Regions from separate parts of the Mus musculus genome. Here region 1 is linked to region 2. A link is a contact called in public promoter capture Hi-C data. All regions are on one chromosome and are shown on one strand. The core of a region is the stretch at or near the end of the contact, and the rest is flanking DNA. Distances in the headings are between cores, read along the strand shown.

Evidence for each region. Capture Hi-C pulls out chosen DNA fragments and counts their contacts.
Region 1: a promoter capture Hi-C map of adipose tissue shows a contact between it and region 2, with 2.8 times the contacts expected there. The contact joins the promoter of 4933434E20Rik here to the promoter of Mrpl24 in region 2. A contact is called at or near these places in 3 of 39 promoter capture datasets (erythroid cells, hippocampal neurons and liver) and 1 of 9 other capture datasets (adipose tissue).

What each region holds. Positions count from the first base shown.
Region 1 is chr3:90,050,068-90,056,064 of GRCm38.p6, forward strand. It overlaps 4933434E20Rik (RIKEN cDNA 4933434E20 gene), which reads left to right and starts at 2,735. Exons shown (of 7, transcript NM_025762.3): 1 at 2,735-3,052; 2 at 3,441-3,542. The coding sequence starts at 2,987. Ubap2l (ubiquitin-associated protein 2-like) reads right to left here and starts at 2,448. Exons shown (of 28, transcript NM_001165984.1): 1 at 2,388-2,448.
Region 2 is chr3:87,917,274-87,922,890 of GRCm38.p6, forward strand. Mrpl24 (mitochondrial ribosomal protein L24) reads left to right here and starts at 2,271. Exons shown (of 6, transcript NM_026591.3): 1 at 2,271-2,432; 2 at 4,544-4,775; 3 at 4,858-4,953; 4 at 5,115-5,218. The coding sequence starts at 4,593. Rrnad1 (ribosomal RNA adenine dimethylase domain containing 1) reads right to left here. Exons shown (of 8, transcript NM_153562.4): 8 at 5,328-5,617.

The sequences.
Region 1 (5,997 bases), core at 1,485-3,984, 2.1 Mb after region 2:
AGGTCACTTTCCCAAGCTAACATTATAGTTGTTTCAATACTTAATTTACAAAAATACAAGTGTTGTTTAACTAAGTACTGGTGGATCCAAAACAGCAATAGTTGGGGGAGAAGAGCTAGAGGAAAAATTATGTTTTAAAATTAGCTATAAGATAGTCAATCCCAACCTACTCCTGTTCCTGTGGTTTAAAAATGCTATATGGTTTCTATTCCATGTATATGAATTTTTAAGAATTATACCATAAATATAAGCTGTAAGATTAGTTGTATAGATCACTGCACATTTTACAAGTTAGATGTAAATATAGTCATATTGAAAGATATGTAACTAGCCAGAAAAAAAAATCTTTTTAATCAGTCTTGCTTTTAACTTCCATTTCCCTCTTTGGAAATACTTTGAAATGTGTAACTAAGAAAAATTTAACCCCCTCATTAGTAACAATGAGCAACAGGTCAAAAGTAAATAATCTGGGCAAACCACTTAAGGGCACAGAATTAGTACATTTTAGTAGCAAACAAAGATGAATACCTAGAGTTATACAGTGAAAGTGAGTGGCCTTGTTTTGTGAACTCATAGAAAACCTAAGTACTTAAGGGAAGTGGGATGAGAAAGAAGTATTGGAAACCAAGGGAACACTACAGAACAAGTACAGGTTTCAACAAAGAAGTGCCCTTGACTACATTTTGAAAGCCAGCTACTTAAAAAAATAGCCAGAGAAATTTTACTGAAAAAAATAAACAATAAGTATTTATTGAGAATCTACTACTTGTCCAATCCTTCAGGAAATACAAAAGCAGTGTGACTTAGTTGCTGCTCTCAGGGAGCTTACAATCTAATGTGAGAAACAATTCAGACATTCTGAAGTTGGACTGGGATGGGTAAGGCTTACCACTTCTAACAGAGAAACTAATTTTCCTAGACCTGTGTCCCATTCCCCAACCACCTTCAATCTAATAGGAGTCTTCCCAGTTAGAAACACTGGGGAAAGCCAGTACATTTAGCCCTTCCTCACTATTTTACATGACAGCAGTATCTCCCATTCACAACAGAAACAATCACTGGGATGATCTATAATTAAAGACAGTGGTATAGGACCCACAACACAGTCTTATCAACAGATACACATCCAAATATTTTAATCTCTAATGCTGGTTGTCAAACTGACTCATACCCCCCTCCCAGCAAGACACAGCAGATATCCCCAACGCAGAATATGGGAGGTGGAGACAAAAAATAATCTCTCCATTTAGTAGTCAGTGAGTCAAAGGCAAAAACAAATTTAACAAAATCGCCTTTAACTGTTTTTTCTTTCCACAACAACCTACACCAGAGGTTGCTAAATTTTAAGAATCGTGGAAAACAGTCTCTTGTTTGTGACATCACTTTGCAAAACAATTTAGGGGCTGTCCACCAGGTGAAGGGTCTCAAGAAATTTGGAATTCCATTCCCATTATGAGAAAAATGAACAAATGCCCAGTCTAGTGACATCCCTTAGGCGCAACACAATCCACGGGGGCCTCCATGTCCAGCTTCCCAAATAAGATAACTGCTTGGGTAGCCAAAACTACAGTATAGACAACAGGAAGTCAAAGACTGCAGCGAAAATATATTCCACGACCAGGGTCGGTAAGAAAGAAGGCAGGGTAATAAGAGGAGCTGACAAAGAGGCTGGAAATGAACAGAGAGGACAGAAGCCCACGCGCGGAGGATGGGAGACTCACCCCCCTCCGCGCCACATCTAGAGCCCATGGGGCCATTCGCTTCTCTACCTCCCACCCGGAACAAATTAATCCTCCGCACTCCAAACCGAGGGCCACATGGGGGAGTTTGGGGCAGCTCCACCCCATCGCCACCCCCCCTCCGCCCCCAAAACCAGGCCGGATCCGGATCAGAGGCCCAGAGAGGACTGGGGAGGGAGGAGGCCTTCTCCACAAGACACTGACCCTCCTAAACAACCCTACCTCAGGCTGGGCCCAGGCCTCGCTCGCCCGCGCTCTTTCTCGCTCTCCCCCTTCAGGCTCTAGCCACATGCCCCCCCCCTCCGGCTGCCCCAAGCCCCGCCCCGGCCACGCTCCCAAATCGAGGCCCCGGCTCTGGCGCGGCCCAGTAGGCCGCGAACCCAACTATAAACAAAACCCCCGGCGGCCAATTCGAGGTGGGGAGGTTGGACGCCCGGGTTCCCAAGACCAGAAGGGAGGGTGTACAGTGGGGAGACACACGGCGTGGGGGGGGCCTACCGCGGGACAGGAATACGGAGGGGACAGAGGAAAAGAAGGGAGGGTAAAAAGGGGATCGCGGATTTAAAGGGGCCGCGGACAATACCCGGCCCCGCCGCGTTGCCGCTGCCGCCGCCGCCGCCGCCAACGCCGCTGCGCTCCCAACTTTACCTCAGTCTCCTCCACACTGACACCCCGGGCCGCGCCGCCCCTGTCACGTGATATAAGATTCCCTCCTCCCCACCCCCTCCCTCCTTTTCCCTCTCGCGCTCGCTCTCGCGCCTTCCCCCTCCCACTTGCCTTCCTGCGTCCCTCAGCACGTGACGCGAAAGGGCCGCGCACGTCAGCGTGCGCGCGCCTCCCCGCCACGAAACACTGCTCTTGAGTTCCGCGCGCCCGCCCCGCCCCCGCCCCGCCCCGCACGGATCCGCCTCCATCACGTGACTCCAGTAAGGTCTCGGCTTCCTCTTACTGGCGTAGTTCCGCGTCTCCGCACTCCCAGGTACCTTTGCGGACATAAGTCACGTGGCGGAGGGGGTGGGGGTGGGGAAATGGGACGGGAAGGTCCGATGCTTAACTAGCGCCCCCATCCACCATGTTTTCTGACGGACTCTAGCCTGGTTTTTTTTTTTTTTTTTTTTTTAATCGAAAACCATATGGAAATGTTCGGAGAGCTCCAGGGAACCTAGGTTCCCTGGCTTCGGCAGAGCCTGGGCTAACGCGCGAGCGCGGCGGGACTGTCCTAGCAGGTGTTCCCGGAGAGAGAGGCGATGGCGTCTAGTAGTAACTGGCTTTCTGGAGTGAATGTCGTGCTGGTGATGGCGTACGGGAGCCTGGTGAGATCCCCATTCTCTTCCTCTTGTGGCATTTGTCTGAGTCCCGACCCTCTGAGCCGGACTCCTGAAAAGAAGGCTCCTGAGCCGTTCTGTCTTTGTTCTTCAGCCACTTAACTTGTTTTGTTTCTGGACTTCCGAATTGTATCCGTAGACAGTCTGAGATCTTTAAGTCAAAGCTGCCTGGCTCTAAGTAAGAACCCTCCCTCTTAAATTCTAGAGCCCAGATTAACATGCCTCTCCGTTACTAGCCCCTGACCCACCTCCGTCCTTAGCGACCCGGCTTCGCCCCAAAGCATCCAGCTCTGAAGGCCTAAACCCAGGGATTTTGAAAGTGAACATTTTAAAAAATTATTGCTATTACTAAAATGGCTCTAATCTCTTTGGGCAGGTATTCGTACTGCTGTTTATTTTTGTGAAGAGACAAATCATGCGCTTTGCAATGAAATCTAGAAGGGGACCTCATGTTCCTGTAGGACACAATGCCCCCAAGGTAGGTCACTAGAATGCAAGGTAAACCTGTTCTTTGGCACAAGGAGATTTTTCTCGGACTTTAAAAGAAGACTTTTATTCATATGCTTCCTTTCATTCCACAGTCTAAGCAATAACTTCCTGCTCACTGCTGCTCCACAACATGTACCTTAAGATTTAAACCAATTCAGCTGTAAAATGTCTCATCTTCAACTAAAATTACTAAATATTTCATGTTGCTTTAGTTTAAGCATGATGCTGAGAACACTTACAGTTGGTTCCAGCGTTGTGAGAATGGTTGCCTTTGCAGAATTTTAAAGATGCCCATTGTGCTTGCTTAGAATGCAGACGACTGGGTTTAATCCTTGACACTGCTGAAAGCAAGGGGCGGGGCAATAATCACCTAGTTATACTTTTCAAGTCAAACCTAAAGCCAAAGAAAGAAATTACCTAACAACTTTTTAATGTTGTTATTGTTCTTTGTTTTGTATTTTGAGACATACTGAACACCCAATTGTAACCCAATAACTCTCACCACGGAACCTCAAAGCAGCCCTCCTGCAAGGACAGTACAAGTAATGAGATTACCAAGATAATGTGCCACATCAGACTGCGTCCACAAATTAAATAATCGTGCTGGGCTTGGTAGAGCATACCTTTAATCCCAGCACTCAGGCAGAGACAGGTGGATCTCTGAGGCCAACCAAGTCTACAGAGCTAGTTCAGGACAGCCAGGGCAATGTAGAAAAACCTTGACATGAAAAACCAAAAAAAGAATAGTAAAAGTAAATAATCTAGTAGTGTCTAAACTTTCTCCTTAAGTGCTTTGCTTTTCTTGGCTTTAAGAAAAATGTCTTCTGGGCTGGCGAGATGGCTCAGCGGGCAAGAGCATTGACTGCTCTTTCGAAGGTCCTGAGTTCAAATCCCAGAAACCACATGGTGGCTCACAACCACCCATAATGAGATCCGATGCCCTCTTCTTGTGCATCTAAAGTCAGCTACAGTGTTCTTATGTATAATAATAAATGAGTCTTTGGGCCAGAACAAGCAGGGACTGAGCAAGTGGGGCCAACCAGAGCGAGCAGAGGTCCTAAAAATTTAATTCCCAACAACCACATGAAGGCTCACAACCTTCATAATTTTGTATGTACTCACATACATAAAACAAATAAATAAATCTTTAAAAAAAAAAGAAAAGAAAAAGAAAAATGTTTTCTAATGGAACTTTGTCTATTGAGAAACCTGTTGGTATATATAACTACCATCTGACATTAAAACTCAGGTTTCAAGGCTGGGAAGTTGGGCATATTTCTTTAATCCCAGCACTCAGGAGGCAAAGGCAGGAGAATCTGTAATTTTGAGGCCAGCCTAATCTACAGAGTGATCTCTAGGACAGTCAGGACTCTACAAAGAAAACTTGTCTGGAAAAAAAAAAACAAAGACCCTTAAGTTTCAAATAGCCATCTCAAACCTAGTATACTTAAGTCAGAAATCCTTTGTGTATATGTGTACACTTATGTGTAAGTAGGTATGCATGCATGTGTGTGCCATATGTGGAAGCCATACTGTGGCATAGTCCATTTTCTTCAGTTGCTCTCCACCTTAATTTTAGAGTCAGGGTCTTCACTAAGCTTGGGTTTTGCCAATTTCACTATACTGCCTGGCCTCCTGTCCCCATCTCCTTTGAAATCTTTTTGTTGGTGGCTGGTGTTTTTCCAACTGGATCTCCTGTATCTTTGGCTAGAGCTGGATTTGTAGGTAACCCTGGCATTGCACTGGCCCTCCTGCTTTCGGTTCTGAAGTGCCAAGGTTATAAGCATGCACTGACACTCGTGGTTTATGTGGTGCTGGAGCCTGATCCCAGGAACGTGGTGTGTGCTAGACAATTGCTCTGACAACTGAGATAGCATCCCCTGTTGTAAGTCAGAATCCTTACATCCCATTGCCATCTCCGTCATGCTTTTCCTTTTAATAAGACACCAGGGGACTTTACTACCAACTTCCTTTTCTATGACTCTCCCCATTATCAGCATCAGGCTCTATTGACTGGATTTCATAACTTTGCATATACTCTTACTGACTAAAAATGGTCTTCACTTGGCTCTCGTATTCAGCCCTTTTTGGCTTTTTGAGACCAGAGTCTCTTACAGGCTAGGCTGGCCTCTAGAACACAACGTTGGCCATGAGTTCCTGATCTCCTTCTGTGTCTTGACTGCTGGAATTACAGGCATACATTGAAATACCCAGCTCCTTAGTTTAAATGGTAGTTAAAAAGTTTTTTTTCCTGAAGAGTGGATTGTGTATTAAACATATTTTTGCTTATTTGGGTTTGGTTTGTTTATTTTTAATTCTTTGGAGACAGGGTTTCTCTGTGTAGTCTGGCTGGCCTGGTACTCACTTTGTAGACCAGGCTGTCCTCAGAAATCCAATAATCTCACACAATGACACACCTAGGCCAACACTTCCTAATAGTGCCA
Region 2 (5,617 bases), core at 1,021-3,520:
AGTTGGTTCACAGTTAAGAGCACTTGTTCTTGTGGAGGACTTGGGTTCAAAGCTCACAACCAACTTCAGTTCCAAGGACTCTAACACCATTTTCTGATCTCCCTTGGCAGTGCACATAGGTAATACACAAATCTAAAGCTTTACTATATTTTTACTATATTTGTGAAGCTGTGCCACCAAGAACAATTGGCAGGAATCAGTTTCTCTTCCCACCATGTGCAAATCCAGGATTGAATTCAGGTCAGGCAGGTAGGAGCCTCTGTTGAGCTATCTGACCAGCCCAAGGAACTTTTTTTATTTAAGATTTAGTTTATGTATATGTACATAAGTACACTGTAGCTGTACAGATGGTTGTGAGCCTTCATGTGGTTGTTGGGAATTTAGGACCTCTGCTCGCTGCAGTTGGCTCACTTGCTCTGGTCAACTCTGCTCACTCAGTCCCTGCTCGAGGATTAGAGGCCTGTGCCACCACGCCTGGCGGCTGCAAGGATTTAAACTGAGGACCTTTGGAAGAGCAGTCAGTGTTCTTACCTACTGAGCCATCTCAGCAGCCCCTCCAAGAAGCTTTTTTAAAAAATCCTTTAAAGTAGCCGGGTGTGGAGGCGCACGCCTTTAATCCCAGCACTTGGAAGGCAGAGGCAGGCGGATTTCTGCGTTCTAGACCTGGTCTGAGTTGAGACTGGCCAGGACAGCCAGGGCTACACAGAGAAACTCTTGTTTCGAAAAACCAAAAACAACAACAAAAATAAACAACACCCACCCCCGTCTTGAAAAACCAAAAAAAAAAAAAAAAAAAAAGTCCTTTGAAGTTATCTGCAGATGTACAGCAAGCTTTGGAGTATGCATGAGACAGTATATATATAATCAGGGATGGTTGGAGATTCAGTTTCCTGTACATGTGTACTTCAGAAAAGAGAAACGGAGTATAGTCATGGGAAATACATGACTTTTGTCGAGACAGGTCACATATAGCCCAGGACACACACTAACTGTAGTGGAGGAGACCCGTTAACCGACTCTGCCAAGTGCTGAGTTCCAGCTGTAGACGTTCCTGATTGGTTTTTTGTTTTGTTTTGTTTTTGAAGTAGGATCTTCTTATTGGTCTCAAACTTAAAATTCTTTTGCCTCAGTCTCTTAAAAGTGTTGGGAAGAAGAGTTTGGTTCTTAGACCTTCAAGAGCAAGTCAAAATGTAGGGAGGAGAGGTTACCACTTAATGCTAGTTAGGTCGGTGACCACAGTCGGCTCTGAGTCCAAAGACAAGGTCTTAGCCAGGCATAATGATGCACACCTTCAATTCCAGCATTGGAGACAGGTGGGGAATCTGAGCTCTAGGCCTGCCCAGTCTGCATAATGAGTTCCAGGACAGCCAGAGTTTACATAGAACCTGTTTTTAAAAAATAAAAGGCTTTTAGGTAAGAATTACTGCTTTTAAGATAAATGTTTACTGAGCATGCAGTAAGCCTGGGATATGCAGTAAGGGCTGGGTTCAGTCTGGAGCATCATATAAAACCAGATTTGATGGTTAGCTCTCGCACCTGGGAAGGAACAGCAGAAGCCAACTAGCAAGTTTGAGGTGATCCTGGGCTACATGCACCACTCTCAGAAAACAAAAGCAGCTGAGAAGATAGAGCACTGTTGTTCTAAGTTCATCTTGCTGGGTTGCTGGTTTAGGGATAGGCCAGGTGAGGTTAGTTTGCCCACTAATGAAGTTTATAACATTACAAACTGTAGGGGAAAGCTGCTTCAAAGCTCGTAGTCATCAGCAAACTCAGGAATGAAAGGAAACATACTTAGTCTAATCAGAGCAGGAAGGTGAGTGGAGTCAAATAGCGAGCTGATAAAAGAGATCTGGTCTCTGCTAAATTTTGGTAGGGATGCCTGCCAGTCCACGGATGGTGAGAGGACAGGTGAACATGGTCGAAATCTTCCAGTACATTTCACACGAGTGATTGCTAATATAATATCACTCTTTTCTCTGAAAAGGCGGGGCATTTTTTTTTAATATGCCGCGTCCTGGTCCCTCAAGCAGAGAAGAGCCAGGACATAAAGGTGATCTCATCTGGAAATGGACACCCTTTGCTTTGAATTAGGAAGCCATAACTACCAAGAAAATGGAGCCATGTTCTCTGTGAACTACAACTCCCAGTGGTCTCCACGAAGAGCGCGAACGAACTTACGCAGCAAATTAGCATGTCTTTCGCCTTCAATTCCCGACATGCCTTTCCCAGTCTGGATTTCCTACGGTTGGCTAAATTTCCTGTTTCCTGTCCATTTTGTAGCAACGGACTAGAGTTCCCAGACGCTGGGAGGCTCGCTTCGGTTTTGTTTTGTTTTGAGCCTTCCTTTCCGCAATTTGACTACATCTCCCAAAAATCCGGTGGGTGGGGACTGCGGACGTAGAGAACGCACGTGGAAAGAAAGTTGCGGGGAGGTGAGGCTACTCAGCGACGGGGAAGGTCGGAAGGTGGATAAGCGAAGGGACTTCTTTTCCTAGTTTTAAACTGAGCCTTGGGCTCCTCTTTTGCTAGGACGTTGGAGCTATCCGCATATCGGGGTGAGTCTGACGAGGGAATTACTTGAGGCGGTGACCTGAGGACTTGTACTGAGAAGAAAGCCAGCCCCACCACGGAAGTGACACTAGCTAGCATCTAGGTTGTGTAGGGAACCAAAGGGAAAGATGGAGTGGGGGCCTGTCCGGGGCCTAAAGGAGTTTTTAAAACAAACAAGCAAGACCCCCCCCCCCCACACACACACACATACACACTTGTGATGCTGCATGCTAAGAGAGGGCAAGGTTTTCCTGGATCTTGCTGTTAGCATCCCTTACTGAGTTCTCAGTTTTCGACTTGTCAGGTAGTAGTTAGTGCTTAGTAATCGTGTATTTGATCTAGATAGAAATAGTCCCCGTGTTTCTCTAGCATCATGGTAACACTTGACTTTGCTCCCATCTCTTATCCTGAAATGTATAAAAAAAGGAGTAATAGTTCACTTATGCAAAATGCTTGCCTGTTATATGTGAATCCCCAAGTTTGATCACCAGCACCACACACACATACAAATCACAAAACATGATAAGATTATGGGCAACTTTTCATCGCTGTTGTTAGGCTTCTGTGAGATGCTATTTAGCATGGTACCACGCCAGTAGCAACTGTTTTAGAAAGCTTACTGCATGCTAGGCTAGCATTTTTACATTGAGCGTTTTTACTTTGTTGGTTTCATTCAGATAGGTTTCTCATTATAGCTCAGACTGATAATGTTTTTTTTTTTTTTTAAGATTTATTTATTTATTATATGTAAGTACACTGTAGTTGTCTTCAGATACACCAGAAGAGGGCACCAGCTCTCATTACGGGTGGTTGTGAGCCACCATGTGGTTGCTGGGATTTGAACTTCAGACCTTCGGAAGAGCAGTCGGGTGCCCTTACCCACTGAGCCATCTCACCAGCCCCGATAATGTTTTTATAAAGACGAAGGATATGTTTTGAAGAGCGCAGTAAGATGTGGTGGGAGGTGGTACCTCAGTGGGCATCTCTCCCCACCAAAGTACCAGCCATACAGTGGGTCTAGTATAGAATAAAGTTTATTTGGGGGCATGGGAAGGGAGTTGAGAAGGAAGTAGAGGTGAAGAAAGAGGGGACAGAGAAGGACAGACAGAAAGAGAAGAGGCCGGTCAGAAACATGTGGAGGTGAGATGGGGAGAAAGGTCTGAGGATCTGAGACCAAACCATCCCTTTTATAAGCAAGCCGGGACCACCCAACAGCTGTTTTTACCCCTGCTATTGCTATTCACTTGTCTTGTGATTGCTTGCCTGTGGACTGTCCTAGTACTTTCTTCCATTACCTGTTTTCCTCCTGCTCTAATGTTCATGTACTCACGTAATAACTCTCTTAAGTACCTTCAGTGCCAAGGTCTCCTGAGATAGCTAGCAATCCAAGCTAGATAGTGTAGCCCCTGGTCTCGTGAGTTTTTTACTTATAAGTCAGATATATGGGGGAGGGGGTTGAATACAGATGTTCCCATGGATGGAAGATACATTACCTCTTTGTTTTCTCATTTGTAAAGATAGCCTGTGAGGAGTGTCAGTGAGATGAAGTCCTCTACGAAAGAGAGTCAGTGCTTTAATAACAGTCCTGGAGCTATATGGAGCTATATAGCTGGATATGGTGCTATACACCTTTAGTCCTGGCACTAGGGAAGGAGAGCGAAGGAGAAGGATTTGTGAGTTCGAGGTCAGCCTTGTCTACACAATGAGTTCTAGGTCAGCGAAGGATATATATATATATATATATAGTGAGACCCTGTCTCAAAAAGCAAACATTCCTTCCTTTCTCTCTCTCTCTTTTTTTTTTTTTCCGAGACTGGGTTTCTTTGTATAGTCCTGGTTGTCCTGGAACTCACTTTGTAGACCAGGCTGGCCTCGAACTCAGAAATCCACCTGCCTCTGCCTCTCAAGTGCTGGGATTAAAGGCGTGCACCACCACTGCCCAGCTAAATGTTCCTTCCTTGTTCAAATCTTCATTCTGTTTTTCTTGACTCAGCTGGCAAAGTTTTTGAGTGTTTCCCTGGTGAGATTTCTTGAATCTAGCTATGCGGCTCTCAGCCCTGCTGGCCTTGGCATCCAAAGCCACTTCCTCCCCCTTCTACCGCTATGGAATGAGCCGTCCAGGTTCCATAGCAGACAAAAGGAAGAATCCTCCATGGAGCAGGCGGCGCCCAGTAGTGGTAGAGCCCATCTCTGATGAAGACTGGCACCTATTCTGTGGAGACATGGTAAGGACCTCAAGACAGAGGGACAGGAAGGCTAGTGGGCAACAATTTCCTGCCCTTGTCCTTGCATCTCATCTTCCTACAGGTAGAAATCTTAGAAGGCAAGGATGCTGGGAAGCAAGGCAAAGTAGTCCAAGTCGTTCGGCAGCGAAACTGGGTTGTCCTGGAGGGGTTGAACACGGTGAGTCTTGAGAAGTCTTCCCCATCTCTCCCTTTTTCCTTAAGAGAAGCATGGGGAGACAGGAAACTGGCGGAGGGGCAGGCTGTACAACTTGGACATGCTAAGCAATAGTGGGCAAATCCCCATCACACTTGTTTTCTGATCTACCTTCTCTTGGACAGCATTACCGATACATTGGCAGAACCAAGGACCACCGAGGGACCATGATCGCTAGTGAAGCCCCCTTGCTTCATCACCAGGTCAAGCTAGTGGATCCTGTGGACAGGCAAGCACAGGGACCTCTGGTCAAGGGACTTCTAACTCTTGAGAGTTCAGACAGGGTGGGGTACATCAGACTAATGTGTTGAATATGATGGAACTCAGAGGTCTGTTAATTGTTTTAAAGATGTTTATTTATTTATTATATGTAAGTACACTGTAGCTGTCTTCAGACACCCCAGAAGAGGGCATCAGGTCTCATTATAGGTGGTTTTGAGCCACCATATGGTTACTGGGGATTGGAACTCAAGACCTTCGGAAGGGCAGTCAATGCACTTACCCACTGAGGATCTCACCAGCCCCCCAGAGGTCTGTTTCTTGTACACAATTCTGTCAGTAACCCTGATACAGACAAAATCCCAGAGGTTCTCAACCACTGCCTTCACTTTTGGGTTGCAGGGTGACA